Regions from separate parts of the Sus scrofa genome. Here region 2 is linked to region 1. The links are chromatin contacts, called in public Hi-C maps. All regions are on one chromosome and are shown on one strand. Each heading gives the region's core, a stretch centred on a gene start, on an enhancer-like site or on the middle of the called end of the contact. The rest is flanking DNA. Distances are from core to core; before and after follow the strand shown.

The links. A called contact is a pair of places that touch in the nucleus more often than the background predicts.
Region 2: a Hi-C map of omental adipose tissue shows a contact between it and region 1, with 1.9 times the contacts expected there. The contact joins two enhancer-like sites. A contact is called at or near these places in 5 of 47 Hi-C or Micro-C datasets (alveolar macrophages, embryonic fibroblasts, epiblast stem cells and 1 more).

Annotation. Positions count from the first base shown.
Region 1 is chr15:118,004,600-118,009,749 of Sscrofa11.1, forward strand. No RefSeq gene overlaps it. Among named protein-coding and RNA genes, the nearest start is that of MREG, 270 kb to the right of the region's middle. Within about 2 kb of position 2,317, at least 12 of the 83 cell types and tissues checked have an H3K27ac peak or open chromatin away from gene starts, as enhancers often do. A contact at or near this core is called in omental adipose tissue, where this site is marked.
Region 2 is chr15:118,175,664-118,180,178 of Sscrofa11.1, forward strand. No RefSeq gene overlaps it. Among named protein-coding and RNA genes, the nearest start is that of MREG, 96 kb to the right of the region's middle. Within about 2 kb of position 2,483, at least 3 of the 83 cell types and tissues checked have an H3K27ac peak or open chromatin away from gene starts, as enhancers often do. A contact at or near this core is called in omental adipose tissue, where this site is marked.

The DNA.
Region 1 (5,150 bases), core at 1,067-3,566:
CAGGGTTGCCAAATCCATTCTAAAATGGATTTTGTTTCAGTCTTGGGGCAGATAGGGTTGCATTGGAAAAGCATTTGGCCCATTGCAAATAATAGTTTTACGATGCCTTCCTATAAGTCTAGACAGGCAGGCAGATGGACCTGTTCTTAAAGAAAAGTCTTTATATTTACGCCTTGAGAGATATTTATCTACATCAAGCAGGGTCTTTGGAACAATGAGAGCAGTTTCCTCTTTCTACAAAGTTTGGCGTCATTATTATTTTGAAAGAGAATCACGCTCCCTTATTGCCAGATGACTGCTGAGTTATGTTCTCTCTATACTTTTAAAAGAATTTGCTTTTGAAAAGAAGGTTGGGGGGGTGGCCAGAGGGGGATGGTAATCCAAACCCAGTCACCTACTCCCTTCCTGGCTATGAGAAAATTGTGGGCCTGGGAATTTACACAGTTTGTTTTCTATAATTCCATCTAGTTAGAAACCCAAAAGGATCTATTTCTGGAGAATAGACCACAGCATGAGTGGGAGAACGGCTGAGGGGGTGGGGGTGCCTAAAAAACCGATAGGTCAGCATTTAGCTCCGAGGGAGTTGAAGGAAAGAGGATTCCACGGCATGTGTGTTTTCTCTTTCAAGTCTCTCTTTTGTCCCCTGACATCAGGAAATGCAGTAGACATTTGTCACTGGCAGCTCTTTGGAGCTCAACGTTCCTTCCTCCCAGGCTCCAAAAGGGGACTTCAGACAGTGGAAAGAGTCAGATTTTGCAAACCAGCAGAATTTTTGTGCAGTGTTTATCAGACAGGCTAGAGCCTGAGAAGGCAGACTTTGGGAAATAGTTTAAACAGTTCATAAATCAGATGTAATTGAAAAGGATAGGGTCTCTTTTCTGAAAGCCCTGCTAACTTTCCTTTTATAATCCCTTCACTGGGACAAAACTCTAATGTGTATAAGGACCAGGGGTCTCATGAAGTCAGTTTGCCTCAGGTCACTCAATGTAATTTGTTTTTTCTGGCCAGATCATGAAACAAAACTGCATTCTGCTTCCTGTTACATTCTATGATACCATCTCTTTTGATATTGTCAAGTGGGTTATGCCAAGCTGCAATAGTGTTACTGATAACAAATTCTTTGGAAAAATCTTTTTGTTTGTTTTTGTACACACCAAATGACAGCAGCTGATATCAGCTGGAGTTCTTGGCTGGCCAGCCAGTAAAGACTGTTTCATATGAAATTTAAAAGAAGCCCTAGAAATATGATGCAAAGCATTTTTGCCCCCCATGCTTTGAAACTGATGGACTTTCTATGGCTTTCCAAAATGATACTTGGTATACTGATCAAAATGCAGTTGCAAATGAGGCAACCAAATGGTTGCCTAAGATTTTCCTTTGAACTTAATATATTATCAGTTATGACAGTAGAATGAGCAGCTTGGGAGGAGTTGATAGTGTTCTTAACTCCAGGGAGAACCAAAGACATCAGGAGTTCAGAAGAATGGAGTAAAAGTGACTCACGTGTAAAGATCAGGCAAATATCAAAGAGAAGAGCAGAGTCAAGTTCTGAAGGGCAGACTTTTCCCAAGTGCCAACCAAGAGAATTGCTTTTTATTTTTTCCTGATTGCACGGTCACAGGAAATGGCTGTTCAAAGCTGGAGGATAAGTTAAAAAGTGGTCGGGTGCCCAGGTTCTAGTGTCTGAGTCCGAGCCCCAATCAGTCAATCACAGGGCGTTGGTTTTCACAACAGTCCTTTTGCAACAGTGCCTCATCCTTAAGGCAACAATTTTAGCAGATCCTTCCCGTCCCGAGGTGCCCTATTCTCCAAGTACACATAGTTTACACACTCTCAGGCAATACCTGAGGAAAGACTGGAATTGACTTATGCACATCACAGCACATTCCCTGTAGGGATCATGGGAATGCCACGTTTATGGTGTGTGCCAGGTGGGCACAAGATTCCTCATTGACCAGTTATTTTGTGTTGGGCTAGGTTATTGAGGGAAGAGAATCCATGCTTTGTTCCATCTCACTTCTGGGTGAGGACTGGCTGGGGACTGGGCTTTTTCCCCTAATGACTTCCAACCTGGTTCCTCCAGCCTTTCTCCTCCAGAGCCTACCTTCATCTTGACTGGCTTCTTCAGAACAAACTTGGCCTCATCTGCTGTGGTAGAACAGAATCATCTGCTCAGATCATCTGCCCAGAAGCTCGGGTCATATTTCGAGCCAATCCAGTGTCTTCTAGACTTGTTGTATGATGTATTTGGCCCTGTGGGAATCCTACTGAGAGTGCTGAAATGCCAGACTGCCATTTCTCTTCAGACTTAAAACCACCTACACTCAAAGCAGGGTTTAATCTCTGACAGGGGGCTTTCTCCTGTTAAAAACCCAACAGTGTGCAATGCTTTCACCTGCTGAGGAATCTTCTCTGTCCTATGGGAGGAGTAGGAGCAACAGAAGAGTGAGTATAAGAAGGAGAACAAAAGCTGTGTTCATACCCTTGAGGAAAGAGCAATCATACCAGACAAGATCAGTGAAAAATGTCTAAAGAATCCATTTGTATTCATCCACCCAGAGTCACAGTTAGGAGATTGAAATAGAACCACTGAGGGAGGTTTGGGGTGATTTCTCTGAAAGAGCAGCTGGGAAGATTTTTATTAACTCTGGTACCAGACCCACAGATGCTACCACCTCTGCTCTTCTTGCCTCCACATATGGTGATCCAATGTCACAGGATCCCTATTTCTGAAAGCTTTCAAGCCCCTCAGATGGAAGACCAGAAAAGCCAATAAAGTTGGCCACTACTTTTTATTCCACCCACAAAGCTGGTGAAAGGGGAAATGTTTCCATTTATGCCCTGGTATGAATATGAGTTTTCCACCATGTGGATACCAGTGTTAACAAGGTGAAAACACTCATCTACTGGAAAGATCTTTCCTGCTGTTGGTACACATGTTAACACAGTGCCACACTCAAATGTTACCTGATAATTGTTTTTGAAGATCACCGTGAGTAGGTAAGAAACTTCTCTCTCTCCTTCTACCACCCAGATCCTGAATGTATTATCTCTGGAAACTGTGGTCTTGCCCTCACCTGCCCTTGAGCGCCAAGCTCCAATGAAGCAGGATAGAGAATCATCCCTGCTGATCTGCAGGTGCAGCATCCAGCCCACACTGGAGGGTAAGGCATGGAAGGGGCAAGAACTCTGTCTTCCTCCTGTTCCAGATACGTTATTCTTAAGAATTAAAAGAGAGAATGAAACTTAGGAAAACTCATACAATTTTCTTTGGAAAAATAATGACTAACCCAAGTCTCTAATATCCCTGGGTTCCAGGAAGTGACCAGATTCCAAGAGGACCATCTACCAAGGAAGAGACACTGAACAAAGTTTGCATGGAAGATATATTTCTGTTGCTTTATTTCCAGCCCTGGTTACAATGGATGAAATTGTTATAGGACTATGAGAGATATTTTCCCTTATAGTTCTTGCCTATACACATAAACAAAGGAATGGTAGGCTAATTCCATTATTAAGATATGGTAGCAGATATCCTCCAGCTACAATGTTTTTACTAAAGAAAAGGGGTTAACATTTTAAAACCTGAGATCTGTTCAGTAAATTAGACAATAAGGTAGAAGACAGCTAGTAAAGATCAATGATGATTGCTTTTCAAGGGGACTATTCCTGGTATAAGTAACATCTCCTGTAGGTATCCTAAATTCTCAATCAGAAAACACAATGCTTGTTGGTTTAGAGTCAGCTTTTTCAAATCCAAAATAGGTGATGAGCTGTCTTTTTTTAAGCTGAAACTTTCTTAATGGATACTAATCCAGTCTCTCTCATGCTCTGAAAAGGGAACCCATTACAAAACCCTCTTAGAATTCTCCTTACACCATACATGGCATGGTGAGTCAGTGATGTTTTTTCATTCCAAAGCATTAGAGAAGAGACTGAGAGAAATTGTCTGTAACTGCTCAAGGCAGCATCTTTACCCTTCTGCCAAATACTGAGTTGCCAGCTGGCAGGTCCCAGTACTCTTTAGTCCTGCAGAAGATCACGTATGTGTGGCTGAAGATGGACATAAGTTGTTCTGTTTTACCCTGAATCATCTTCAAGAATAAACAGCAAAGTGCATCACCCCTATTAAGATGACTGACAGTGCAAGCCACAGGGTAAATTATGAATAAGTTCCCCACTTTACCCCTCCACCAAGAGCAGAGGACTGTTCCCAAAGCTTCTTAGCCTCCTCCATCACCCCAGTGCAGGATTTCAATCTGCTCTTTCTGGACAGAAGCTCGTGTTTCATAGCAGTGATTCATAGATTTGATTCATTGGACCTCAGCCTTCACTATTTTTGCCTATAACACCCCTACCATCATTTTCCAATATCTTATGATCATACCATAATTTAAATTCTGCTATAATTTTTCAAATTTAGAAGGAAACCATGCAAATAACCTAATAAAATCAAAATAATGTCATTATAATTTAGATGTTATTACCTGCTGAAGTGTTGAGCCTAAGGCCCATTCTTTCTGCTAAAAGGGAGGTTAACATGTGCTGGAAAGGTGTTAAAGACACATTAGTGCCAAAGAAAAACTTCCCCTTGATCCATTCAGAAGGGTTGAAAGAGAATGGCAAAGGAAAATCTCTCATCTTGTGTAATTCCATTTTATTTAATGTCATAACAATTTCATTTAATCAAAGTCATCTTGGGTACCACTTAGAATCATCCTGTAAATTCCACACTTTGGGAAACAGGACAGAGCAGCATTTCCCAAAGTGTGTGTCTAGGAGTTAGTTTAGCCACAGGTTAAAAGCAAATTCCCTGGCTCCACCTGCAGTCTTCTGGATGAGATCTTAGGAATCTGCATTTTTAGTAGACTTCCCAGATGGTCCTTATATACACAAATATTTGTTATTTTCAAACATTTATTAGCCAAGTGATCCTTTCTTCCAATAAAACCCTTCAGAAAATGAGATATTAGGCAGAGGACCAGAAGGCCAGAGTTGTACCTTCACCTCCCTTGGCCCATGTAGCCCCAGAGCACCTCCATGGAGCTGCCAGGATCTGCAGAAGAGAGTGAGAAAATGTGTGTTCTTTCTTTCCTTTTACTTCTCCTTTCTCCAAACTTTCCTTCCCCAAACAGCCAAAATTGCCTGGG
Region 2 (4,515 bases), core at 1,233-3,732, 170 kb after region 1:
GGATTTCTTTTGAGCCCTATGTCCATTTTCACTATGGGGACCACATCTCAGTATAAGAGAGAATTTCACCTGATAACTAATTATTGAGGAAGGAGAGGCAAGACAAACGCAGAGAAAACATTTCCTAAATCCCACCTGGCTTGCCCCTGTGCCTCCGCTGGCTAAACCAGAGCCTCCCAACGTGGACAGAAAGCAACTCACCAGAAACAATTCAGATCGTATTTTGAAGGCCAGAGCTTCTTAAAGAAATGATTCAGAATCTAACAAAAAAATGATACAAAGAACTGAACAAAACAGAAACAGACTCAAAGATTTACCCTCTTTGCAGGAAGTGTCCTCTCTCCTTTCCATCCATGCTTGAAAGTCCAGCCTCTCTGGACCTGTTTTCTTGCATCTCCTGTTTTCTTCCCTACTCCCCACCCTCGCCTCCCTGCTTTACCTTTCTCATCATGGCCAGGTTCCTGAAAAGCCAACCACACTCTTCCCATTGCTCAGTTCCTTTCTGCAGCTCGCTCCCTTGAAATTGCCCACCAAAAAGACAACTGCATGGCACTGCTGGTCTTTTCCTTTGTTTTTACATGTTCTGATTACATTCAGGTCTCAGGCAAACAAGCATACGCCAATCTGTATGCCAAGGGGAGATATATATCCAGATATGTGTTCTTATCCACAAATTAGTTAAAGCAACATACTAAATACTTTTCCAGGTCTTTTGTTTTCTTTTAGTCATAAAACAATTCAAGCTACTTGGAAGTAAGAACTATGTCCTCTTGTTTCCAGTAGTGGGCCTGAGGACATGCTTGCAATCAAATTAGAATCAAATAAGGATGCAAACTATCGCCTTTGGAATGGATTAGCAATGAGATCCTGCTGCGTAGCACTGGGAACTATGTCTAGTCACTTACGATGGAGCATGATAATGTGAGAAAATAGAATGTGTACATGTATGTGTAACTGGGTCACCATGCTGTACAGTAGAAAAAAAAATTGTACTGGGGAAATAACAATAAAAAAGTGAAAACAAACAAAAAGAATAAAATAAGAAATAGAATTCAAACCATCTCTATCAAATGAAATCAGCTGCACTTGTTCTCAATACTGAAGCTTCCATGACTTCAGAACAGAAGTAAGAAGAGTGATATTATTTAGGAAAAAAATTTTTGAAAGTTGGCCTGTATTACAAAGAATGCCCACTTCCCATAGACAAAAGAGTGATAAAAGGAAGAAACTGTTAGCTCTGTCAAAAACTTGAGTTAACTGTGTTAGCAGGAAGATAAGGGGAAATACACTCTGATGCATTGCGAGTACGAGTGTAAATTGATGACATATTTTGTAAAAAGATTTATTAATATATATCAAAATTAAAAATGCACAGAGGAGTTCCCATTGTGGTACAGCAGAAATGAATCTGACTAGTATCCATGAGGATTTGGGTTTGATCCCTGGCCCTGCTCAGTGGGTTAGGGAACCAGCATTGCCGTGAGCTGTGATGTAGATCAAAGACGTGGCTCAGATTCCATGTTGCTGTGGCTGTGGTGTAGGCCAACAGCTGCAGCTCTGATTCGACCCCTAGCTTGGGAACCTCCATGTGATGCGGGTGTGGCCCTAAAAAGAGAAAAAAAAAAGGGCATATACCCTTTGACCCAGCAATTCTACGCTTTTAGAACCAATTCCACATGTTTACTCATATCTTGCCCAAAGATAGGTATATTGTGATATTCATTGAGTCATTTTAAAAAATGAAGCAGCTTATTATCTATGACATGATTGCCAAGATAAGACATGCAAAAAAGCAAAATGCAGAACAATGTGTTTAACGTGCTAATATCTGTGAAGGTAGGACACATACACACACAAACTTGAATTTGAAAACACTATAGGCTCATAGACACACACATACACATTTGGACTTGAAAAGACTGTCTCTGGCAGCTTATCCCAGAACATTCTCTCAGCACCTGTCTTTAGGGAGAGGAATAAGTGACTGGAGACCTGGGGCAGGAAGGAAATTTTCTTTCCCTCTACATTTTTATGTGCTGACTTAAAAATTTTTTTTTATTGTGCAAGCATTAAATTTTTTTGTTTTTTTAAACAAAAAAAAAATTTAAGTTTGGGTTAACTTGGACAGCATTTTTCCCCAACTGAGTGCTAAGAATGGCTGTGATTTAAACATTTTTCCCAGTTAAGTGTGAGGAGTTGCTGTAAGATTTGAGAGGCATGCGTGGGCCAACTCTGAATGGAGATGTATCAGCCCTGGATCTAAGATGAAAGAGAATTTTCTGTTACCTCCCACTGGCTTTGAGTTTCGCTATGTTCAGAAGTTTTAAATGAGGTGTTGCTGTAAAGAAGGCACAAATTACTCAAACCAGACACAAGAGCCAGTCTCATTAGTTCACATTCCTGTCTCTTAGGTCATCCCATGGTCATTAGCGATTGTTGAAAGAAGCTGCTAGGGAAAAATCTCACTGCTCCAGGAAATGTGTTTCCATCCTACAGGTTCTGGGTCTCAGAATGTCAGCAATAACAGTCACTAGCCACAGTCCAGTCTGTTTCTGTAGCAGGCGGAAGGAGGCATCTTAAGGCCAGTAATGCCGAAGTCAGTATCACTCCATCCTTTCAGCTAGCCCCTGAAGCTCTCTATTGCCAACACTCGACTGCAAGGGCATGGCACCAAGGCAAGTCTGGACCTTCCACTTCTAGCTCCGCATAACTCTGCTCTCTTCCCTTAGGAGTCCCCCTAGTCTGACATCTTCTCAGCAATCAACCTCACACCCCGGGAAAGAAGGGGACATTCTGGAGACTAGGGTCCCCTGAGCCATCTTCGAAGCACCGGAAGACAGCCATTAGCAGACATTCTGGGACCTGGGGCAGTTCTGGTCCTCATAAGAACTGTTTTTGGAGAGGCAATTTACAGCTGTCACTGTTGTCAAGTGCAAATAAATTTTTAATAATAAGAATAAGAGCAGTGGATTGATACCTTGGCTCATCTGGAACAGCCATCCAGGGATATTCCAGCCTTAAAGTTTTATCAGCTCAAGCTAAAATTGATATTTCCACCCCACAGGGGAACATTTCGGCCCTTAATCTATTACAAGCAGCAGTGGACTTGAGAACCAAAGACAGCTGAGGACTTGGCCATTGCCAGGTAGCCTGTGAGAGAGGGACCACCGAGGAATTGAGGCCCTTTGCTGTGTTGCTGTGTTTCTTTCACTAGTCTTTCTTTCCAACTTTCCTGTAGGTGTGGTAAATCCAAACGCATAGTTCTCAGAAACTGTAACTCACACTTTAAGTGTCAAGAAATCTTAGAATGTGAAGACACTTTGAACAATCCACTCTTCTCAACTTCAGCCTCTGGCATTGACCAAGGAAAGCGTTTTTGGCATTGCCCTCCTCAGTCTCGCTCACATGCTATCAAGACTCACCTATGGGAGGAGAAATACTTCCAAGGACATCATGTGAATTTATATCTTTTTCTTTCTTTCTTTCTTTCTTTCTTTTTTTTTTTTTTTTTTTTTTTTTTTTTTTTTTTTTTAGGGCTGCATCCACGTTATATATAAGTTCCCAGGCTAGGGGTTGAATTGAAACTGCAGATTGCAGCTGGAGGCCTACACCACAGCCACAGCACCTCAGGATTTGAGCCACATCTGCAACCTATACCACAGCTCACGGCAATGCTGGATCCTTAACCCACTGAGCGAGGCCAGGGATCGAACCCACGTCCTCATGGATACTAGTCGGGCTCATTACCACTGAGCCACAATGGGAACTTCCATGAAGTTATATCTTTACACATCCAGTATACTGACGACTCTTGAATCCCCATACAGTATGAAAGCGAACATAATGCAAGTAAAACCTGAATTGACTTTAGCCTGATTTTTGCAGGAACAGAGACTTATAAATCACTATATGTGTCAGACTCTGCCCTTTTCCCTGATTTGGTAATCACCCTCTTAGTAATTCGGGAGATCTAAGCCAGACGTCTGAATCTACCATGGGCCCTGACTTTACTTATTTAATTCAGCTGAGAATCTGGGATATTATGTTCTATTAATTCACTGACAAACTATTTTTAAATCAATGCTTCAGAGTCAACTTCTTTGTTAGATGTTAGATTGGATAGAAATACATGCAGTAAGAAGTAATTCTCCATTCTGGCTTAAATTTGTTATTGTTCTATTCACATAAGAAAAGGGAAAAAAAAACTCTCAGATGCTCTCAAGTTCCATGGACATTTTTGTCTGTATGTTTATTCAGAAAGGAGTCCAAGTCTACAGTTTCATTTTCATATTTTAAATTAACAGCAAGAGGAATAGCTCAAGCCAATTCAAAAATACCAGTTATTTTGAATGAAAGCTAAAATTATGAAAATTAGTTAAAACCACGAATTATGTCTAGCTTTAAACTATCTCAAATGCACAGATATCTTTTAGCCACACTTCGTGTGAAAAGAGTTTTAAAGGTTTTTAGAAAAAGGTTTGACTCTTTTTCCTCGCCTTTCTCCAGAACAACTTG